2 separate regions of the Rattus norvegicus genome follow, and region 1 is linked to region 2. Evidence: chromatin contacts called from public Hi-C data. All regions are on one chromosome and are shown on one strand. The core of a region is the stretch at or near the end of the contact, and the rest is flanking DNA. Distances in the headings are between cores, read along the strand shown. Region 1 holds the start of Rab11a (RAB11a, member RAS oncogene family). Region 2 holds the start of Dis3l (DIS3-like exosome 3'-5' exoribonuclease).

Region 1 (3,810 bases), core at 434-2,933, 410 kb after region 2:
TGTACCACCACACCCGGCTTTTCTAGTTGTATTTTTAAAGTTTGGTACCTTCTTATCTATACATTTCTTTCCAAGATGGTAGTAAGGGTAGACACTGAAGGTACTTACCCTATAAATAGCATATTTCGAGGAGTAAATAATGATAAGGGTGTACCAGCAGCTAATATGCCAAGACTTGTAAAGTATTTGGAAATGTTTCCTGCTTCTTCACTTAGTCAATCATTCTTAGCACCCAGTGGCAAAGTCAGGAACACTCACCACACTTAACACTCTTGAAACTCCACCCTCCACAGTAAAGCTTTGCTAGCAAGGGCTTCTTCCTCTCTGGTAATGATCTTTGTTCAACAAATTACTGATGGCCGCCCTTCTAATTCAGGAGCAGAGCAAGACTGCGAAAGTGAGAAGGCATTCATGAACAGAAAGCGTTCACTGTACTCTCTTTTCGCTGAGAACTGTATCCTTTCACTTTGGCCTCTTCGCAGACTCGACCAATAAGCAAGTCTCTATTTACATCCATGTTCTCGTCTGCCGATTCCACATCCCCCCCCCCCCCCGTAATAAATTCTTGATTTGACTAAAAGAGCACGCTACCACTATAACCCTCTCCCACGGTTTGGGAAAGGTATGTGGCCAACCAGGGTTCTTCCCTTCCTGTTGGATCCTCCCAGTATTGCAGCAGGAAGCAACCAGTCCACAGTGATAAGCTAGCTAGTATTTGTGCAGCGCACAACCTTTCCTGTTCAGAAACTGGGCCTTCAGGTCTGGCAGGGATAACAGCCACCACCCATCCGCAGCCCCTTCTCGTAAGCCAAATAAAAGAGTTATCCCGGTCTGATTAGCTGGGCAGGGACAAGAGAAGGAAAGGGGTAAAAAACAAACAAAAAACAAACAAACAAACAAACAAACAAAAAAAAACCCCGCGAGGTGGGAAGTCATCTGCCTGCTGGACACTGCGACAAGTGCACGAACGCCAGAAGTGATGGACAGCCCCTCTTACCCTCCCCTTCTCTCCCTCCCACAAGCCAGGTCGCACCGGAGCGCTAAACATTACGAGAAGAGGAGAGACTCAGAGTTGCCCGTCTGTGGGGAGGGAGGGGACAGTCCGCGGGTACTGACCTCGAGGTCTGCGGGGATGGGGGTGGGGGCCCTGGGACGGGCGAATCTGGCCGAATCCCAGGAAAGGCTCACGAGGAGGGAAGGAAAGGGAAACGAACAGAAAAGAAAATACAAAAACCCATAGAGACAGTGGGCGTCCCAATATAGGTACTTAGCAAAGGCAGGGGCCTGTCAGAGGGGGATGTGAGACCAGCAGCAAGCATCCAAGAGGAGGGGCTCGAGACGCCCGAAGGAACTGCACCGCCGTGAGGAGCGCAGCCATCCGGGAGGACACAGAGCGAGGGGCGCCGCGGCCTGACAGGCCTCCCAAGGGCGCGGGTACCCGGACGAGCAGCGGGACCCCCGTCGGGGCGGCAGGAAGGAAGCGCCCAGGCGGACTCTGTCCTGGGCAGGGCTGGCCTTGCGCGGGTCCCCCGGGAGTGTCTCCGGCCCCAAATGGGCTATCGGTGGTCCACGGCCTCACCTTTAAAGAGGTAGTCGTACTCGTCGTCGCGGGTGCCCATGGCGCGGCCGAGGAGCTGAGGGGCGGGAGCGGCGGTGGTAACGGCGGCGGGACCAGGGGGCGTCGCTGCAGGGGTAACCCGAGCGAAGAGCTTGAGCGGCCGGACCCGGTGAAGAGCCCCGCCCTGTCTGCGTCACTTCCGAAAGGCCCCAGCCCCTCACAGAAAGTACTTCCGGAGAAAAGGCACCCCGCCCATGAGCTATGCAGGGTGGAATTCGCTGAAGTAGACTCCACATTCTCACACGGCTTGGGAACTCTTACAGGAAAAACAATCTTAAGACGCTCCTTAGAGCCTTTGGCTTGTTTTTCACCCAACATTCAGGGAAGAGAGGAGTAGGTCTGACTTCCGGTTGGGGGCGGAGTTTTGTTAGTATTAGACACCCGAAGGCTATGCTGCCTTCGTGCTGGTTCCATGGTGTAATGGTTAGCACTCTGGACTCTGAATCCAGCGATCCGAGTTCAAATCTCGGTGGAACCTGCTCTTTTCTTATCACTCTTAATTCATTTTGACTACATTAGTTCATAACAAATAATAGAATAACCTCGTTATATCCGCTTTTGGATTGAACCACATATAGCCTTTACCTATGAAGACTACACTAATCAATCTCTTCAATTCAGTAGTGTCTGCTACATGGAGACCTAGTAATTAAACTCTTAGTTCTTTCTTAGCCTTGAAGGAAGTTTGCTCCTTGATTCCTTTTGCTGGAATTTTATACCCTCAGCTTCAGTTAAGGATACGCACTCCTCACCCACTCAATCTCTCCAGAAATCTCTCACACTATCTCCAGATGTCATTAAGAGAACTTCGCCCACCCTCCTCGTAAGGATTCATCAAGATCTTGAGTCCTATTTTCTGGCCTTCGAACTAAGCCCGATTAAATAAATTTTAACAGAAGAAGAATGACAATTTCCATTCTAGCGAATATCAGTGTTAAAGACTCAAGAAATTTGCCACAGCGTCTCCTCAGAGTTGTTTTGTTCTTATTGTTGTTTGAGGTGGTTTCACTCGCATAATGTAGCCCAGGCTAGCCCTGCTGTCCTCCTCGGCCCCCTCCCACTCCCACTTCCTCACGCAGAGGCATAGTCACCTAATAATTCCTAGGAAGCAGATGTTTGGTCATGAAAAAGGAATTCAGCCTTCAGATGGAATTCAAATTGCTAATCACTGACCTTAAGCAGGAATATTATCTTTGATTATCTGAGTAGGCTCAGGGTAGTCCTTACGGTCTTTCCAAAGTTGGAAAGGAGGATTGTCAGCAGGGACTAGACGTTCTTCCACACTGCCACCAGCTGTCTGAGGAGTTCCCTTATCTATTAGGGACCTGGATTCTGAGAAAAGCTGACTCTTGGCTTTGCTGCAGAAAAACCTTTCAGGATGAGCCAATATGAGACAATCAGAATTTATTAGAAGAGATTTTAGTATAGAGTTTAAGCTCTATGCTTGAAAGGAAGTGAGGGTCTCAGAAAGAAAGGTGTGGCCAAGAGCACGACTAGGAACGTCTCAGAGAGAACTCTTTTAAAAAAAAATAGAGATCTGCTGAGGAATCTGAGATCACAGGACTGCTCCTATTTGGTGAGTATAAACTCAACTGAGAGGGTAAAATCCAAGGTCACAAAGAAGGGTTACAGAGGAACTAGGGATGTTTTCACGGTAAACAAAGCTTTAGCCTTGTTTATGAGATCTGGTGGAAGAGTGTGGCCATACTTAATCAAGTCTTAGTCCTTAAGGATAGTCCACTGCTGTTTAACATTCTCTCTGTAAAGGAAACGTTGTAAAGACCATCACTAGCCCAGGTGTGGCTACACATGTTTTCAATCCCACTTGGGAGGCAGAGGCAAGTATTTCTATAATTCAAGGCCAGCCTAGTCTCCATAGTGAGTTCCTGGCCAGCCAGTGTCACAAAACAAGAAAAACATAACACAATAAAGGCCATCCCTACAGCTGGGGATGGCAGCACCTGTGAGCCCAGCACTCATGAGGTTGAGGCAGAAAGTTGCAAGTTCTAGGCCCCTCTGTTGAGATTCTGTCTCAGAGGTGTTGTGCATCTCCTTCATGACAGCTCAGCAGGTAAAGGCACCTGCCACCAGGCCTGAAGGGCTGAGCTCAATCCTAGAGACCTAGGAGGAAAGAACTGATTCCTAAAAGCTGTCCTTTGACTCCTACAACACACACACACACACACACACAC
Region 2 (3,984 bases), core at 169-2,668:
AGGATGACTGATATTTTAAAAACAAGTACATCCTTGGAAGAAGCTAAATTTCTACTAAGCCGTCACAGCAAGAGTGCACATGTGTGTGTGTGTGTGTGTGTGTGTGTGTGTGTGTGTGTGTGTGTGTGTGTTAATCACTTGTATGTACCTAAAAATTCCAAGGATGTTCTGTTTGAAGCTTCTGAACATGGCTACACTGTTCTAGGATTGAAAGAGAAACATACTAGAAAGGCTGTGCTATACAATCCATGGGCAGCGGCAGGGTTTCCACTCAACTGACACCTGCTTGGTCAAGCTGCGACCTCGATTATGTATTCTGAAAAGACCTCCTCAGGTTCATCTCCCCGGGGGTAACAAACAGCAACATGCTGCCTGAAAATCGGGGAAAGTCTAGCTCCCAGCATTCCCCAGCCTAAGTCCCTAGTCCTAAGATAAAGAGGCTGTCATGCTGGAGAGTCTGCGTACTGGTAGGAGCAGAGCAGGCAATGCCAAAAGTCCAGCAGTGAGCTCAGGAGCAATGCCAGTAGCTACTTTTGGGAGAAAGAAGGTGCCTACGCCCTCAGGTCCCCAGGAAAAACCGAAGCATCCGGTGCCTGCAGGCTCTCGGGCCTCCCATTTGACCCGGCCATTACAGTGGGCTGGTCCTGAGAGGAGCGCCCCTGAAGCTGCAGGCCGGTGCTGTCTGCTTCCGATCACTAGGAAGGACGACCGGACGCACTGCGGACGCTCCAGGGCGTCTCCTGGGCTGCCCAGACTGCTTTGCTCGCTTCGGCTGCCTACGGTCCGCGAGGGTCTGGCTCCGCCCTTGACGCCAGCCCAAAGCCGCCCTTGCTCCACAAGCTGCGGCTCTCCGGTCTCGTTGGGTCCGGCTTCCTTCACTAGGGCCCGGCCACCCTCGCTCCTCAGGCCTCAGCTCCCTTTACTCGCGCCCAGCCGCCCTCGCTACGTCAGGCCCCAGCCTCCCTTGTTCCTTTGGTCCCGGCTTCCCTCGCTCTTCGAGCCCCAGCTTCCCTCTCCGGTCCCAGCCTCCCTCCCTCGCTCCTCTGGCGCCGGCCTCCCTCTCGGATCCGGGCCTCCCTCTCTCCTCCGACCCTCCCTCTCTCCTCCGACCCCGGCCTCCCTTGCTCTTCCCGCCCCGGCCTTCCCGGTCCATCCCGGCCCTGACCGTTGCGGCAGGTGGCAGGTTGCGGGCACAGGGGGCTGTTGCAAGGTACGCTGGGCCGCAGATAGTGTTCGCGCACGATCCTCAGCGTCCGGCCCTGGAAGGTCCTCAGCAGCAGCACCTTCTCCCGCTTCTGCAGCATGCTGGCGGCGTCGCCCGGCACAGTGGCCGGGAAGCGGCGGGCGGCAGGTGGAGGCGAGGCCGAGGCCTGGGGCCCGCCCCTCCGGCCTGGCCGGGCAGGCGGCGGCTTTTGGGTTCCCGCTACCGGGAACGACCTAGCCTACACTGAGGAAACGCCTGGCCCAGCCCTGCCTGCACCTTTGACTCCTCTCTTTGCCTTAGTTGCCCCGGGGCGGGAAAAGTGTAGATAAACTGTTTACCCAAAGAATCAGCGGGTAAGACGGTAGTCTGTGGCAGCTAGTCTAAAGTTCCCTTGTGAAAAGATTATTTTTACTTTCTTTCTACCCACAGGCCGGTGTGGGAAGGGCTTGCCATATTAACAGAGGTAATAACTATTGAGTTTTTTCATCCTTATTTTTGCAATATCTGAAAGAATTGAAAGGCTCAGCAAAAAAATACTGGTAACCCTGCTAGCCAAACCTGGTTTTCCCCTTCAAAATATGCTTATTTTAAATTTTAATGCATGTAAATATTCAAACACTACAGATAAAATGAAAACCAGTCCTTTGGGGTAAACACTGTATAACTTTTATAGCGCTGGCAGCCTCTGGCAAAGGAATTCTTAAAACTGCTATTGATATGATCACTAAGTACTGTGCTTGTAGTGTTTGACAAAAAGGACAGTATCTTGGGAGACCAGACAGCCTCGATTCTCCAAGCACTGGGCCCACTGGAGCTACATTAGCAACTTCATACAGGAGAGTCTCATTTAGCTTCCTTAAATCAAAGGAGTGGGCGTGTATTTTTAATCCTCATTTCACCGTATGTGAGGCTGCATTAAAGGAGCTTAAGTGTCCAAGGATACCTAGTTATTAAGTTTCAGAACCAATGTTCAAGCTAGAAACTGCTCAACTTCAAAGCGGGTTAAGCATCATCTATTCGATGGTGAGTAAAACACAGGGCCTGCACCTAAGGAATTTACTGCTTGGCAACCTTTGGTTAATGTGTCTGACCCAGTTGACTGGAAACACATGGCTCTTCCAGTACAGCTGAAATAAACCAGGACCAGCCTCTCATTTCACCCTCAGGGAATGCATAAAGAGTCACGGTCCCCTCCTCCTTGTACCTTTGTGTCAAATCACTCGGTGAAACTCAAGGTAAACTTGTACAAATGGGAAAATAATGTAGAACTGGCGCACAGGCGACAGTGCAAGGAGGGTTCCTAACGTTCTCCACAAAGAAAGAGGCCCTTCCTGTCTAACACAGGAGTCAGTTCCAGAGAGACCAGACGACACTGAGTAGCCAAAATTGTTCTCTACATAAAAAAATGCTTTAGATAACTGTCCACCAGTCCCTCCCCAGTTCCCTTGCTATCTTTTTAAAGCCACTGGTGCTATGGGGTTGGAGGAATGACTTCGATTAGGTACTAATCTGCCTTTAATATCTCTCTTCAGCACTTTGTAGCTCGAAATTGTCCGCAAATGAACCACCCTTTAAGGAACAGCATACCTAGGGTTTTATGCAGAGTTGATTTTTATCAGTGTTTAAAACAAGGCTGGAGCTTAGTTGGCAGAGGGCTTGCCTAGCAAGCACGAGGTTCTTTGCTGAGCACCGCCCTACCCCCAGGAGGCACACAGGCCTATAATCCCATCACTTGGGGATGTAGGAACAAGATGATCAGAAGTTCGAGGCTGTTCTTAGCTATACAGTAAATTGGAGACCAGCCTGGATGCATGAGATGCTATCTCAGAGAATAATTACAGTAGTCCAATGTCCATTGCACATCTCCTTGGTTTGTGTTGGGGCAATAACATACAAATTAATTGCTTTTTCCCCCCACCCACTCCCTCAAATTAATTACTTATGGTGTCAGCTACCCAGGTTGGGTTCAAATTTGCCATGTAGTTAAACTTCTGATCCTTCTGCCTGTAGCTAGGTCTTGGGATTGCAGGTACCTGGGGATGGAACTCAGGGCTTTGTGCATTCCAGGGTAAGTACTGAGCCATATCCTTAGCCATATCCACAGCTCTCTTCCTTACACCCTCTCTTTTCTCTCTCAAGTCTTTTGGAGACAGGGTCATGATACGTAGCCAATAGCCTCGATCTCTTTCCTTACTCCTCCTCCCTCCATCTCTCAACTGCTGGGATTCCATGTGCCCAGGCCTGGCTTTATACATTATGTTGAGAAACATGATTAGTTCTTAGAAATGATGTGTAATGGACCAGAGCCTTTTGCTTGGTTGTTTCGGTGGTTTGTCTCATTGGCCATCTGAGACCTCTGGACCAGAAGAGTGCCTATCAGGCAGAATAAACTAGTTTATGTTACAGAAATATGAAACTTAAATATGAGTTTTGGGCAGGTGGTGATGGCATATGCCTTTAATCCCAGCACTTGGGAGGCTGAGGTAGGCAGATCTTGAGTTCAAGGTTAGCTTGGTTTAGAGAATGAGTTCCAGAACAGCCAGGACTACACAGTGGAACTGTCTTGAAAAACAAAAAACAAAGAACAATCAGTTTCTTCACTAGTGAGTTATCTCAGTAGGTAAGGGTAACTGCTGTACAACACATATATTTTACACAAAATGTAATAATTACCTGGGTGGTGGTGACACACACCTGTAATCCCAGCATTCAGGAAGCAGAGGGAAGAGGATCTCTTGAGTTTGAGGCCAGCCTGGTCTACAGAATTTTGTGTCCAGTTC

Evidence for each region. A called contact is a pair of places that touch in the nucleus more often than the background predicts.
Region 1: a contact with region 2 is called in a Hi-C map of liver, with 2.2 times the contacts expected there. The contact joins the promoter of Rab11a here to the promoter of Dis3l in region 2. A contact is called at or near these places in 3 of 12 Hi-C or Micro-C datasets (frontal cortex, liver and mammary epithelial cells) and 1 of 1 datasets of contacts at active chromatin or transcription factors (oligodendrocytes).

Annotation. Positions count from the first base shown.
Region 1 is chr8:74,140,001-74,143,810 of GRCr8, forward strand. Rab11a (RAB11a, member RAS oncogene family) reads right to left here and starts at 1,684. Exons shown (of 5, transcript NM_031152.3): 1 at 1,580-1,684. The coding sequence starts at 1,619. It overlaps Trnaq-cug5 (transfer RNA glutamine (anticodon CUG) 5), which reads left to right and starts at 2,025; the gene lies at 2,025-2,096.
Region 2 is chr8:73,734,109-73,738,092 of GRCr8, forward strand. Dis3l (DIS3-like exosome 3'-5' exoribonuclease) reads right to left here and starts at 1,419. Exons shown (of 17, transcript NM_001008380.2): 1 at 1,166-1,419. The coding sequence starts at 1,304.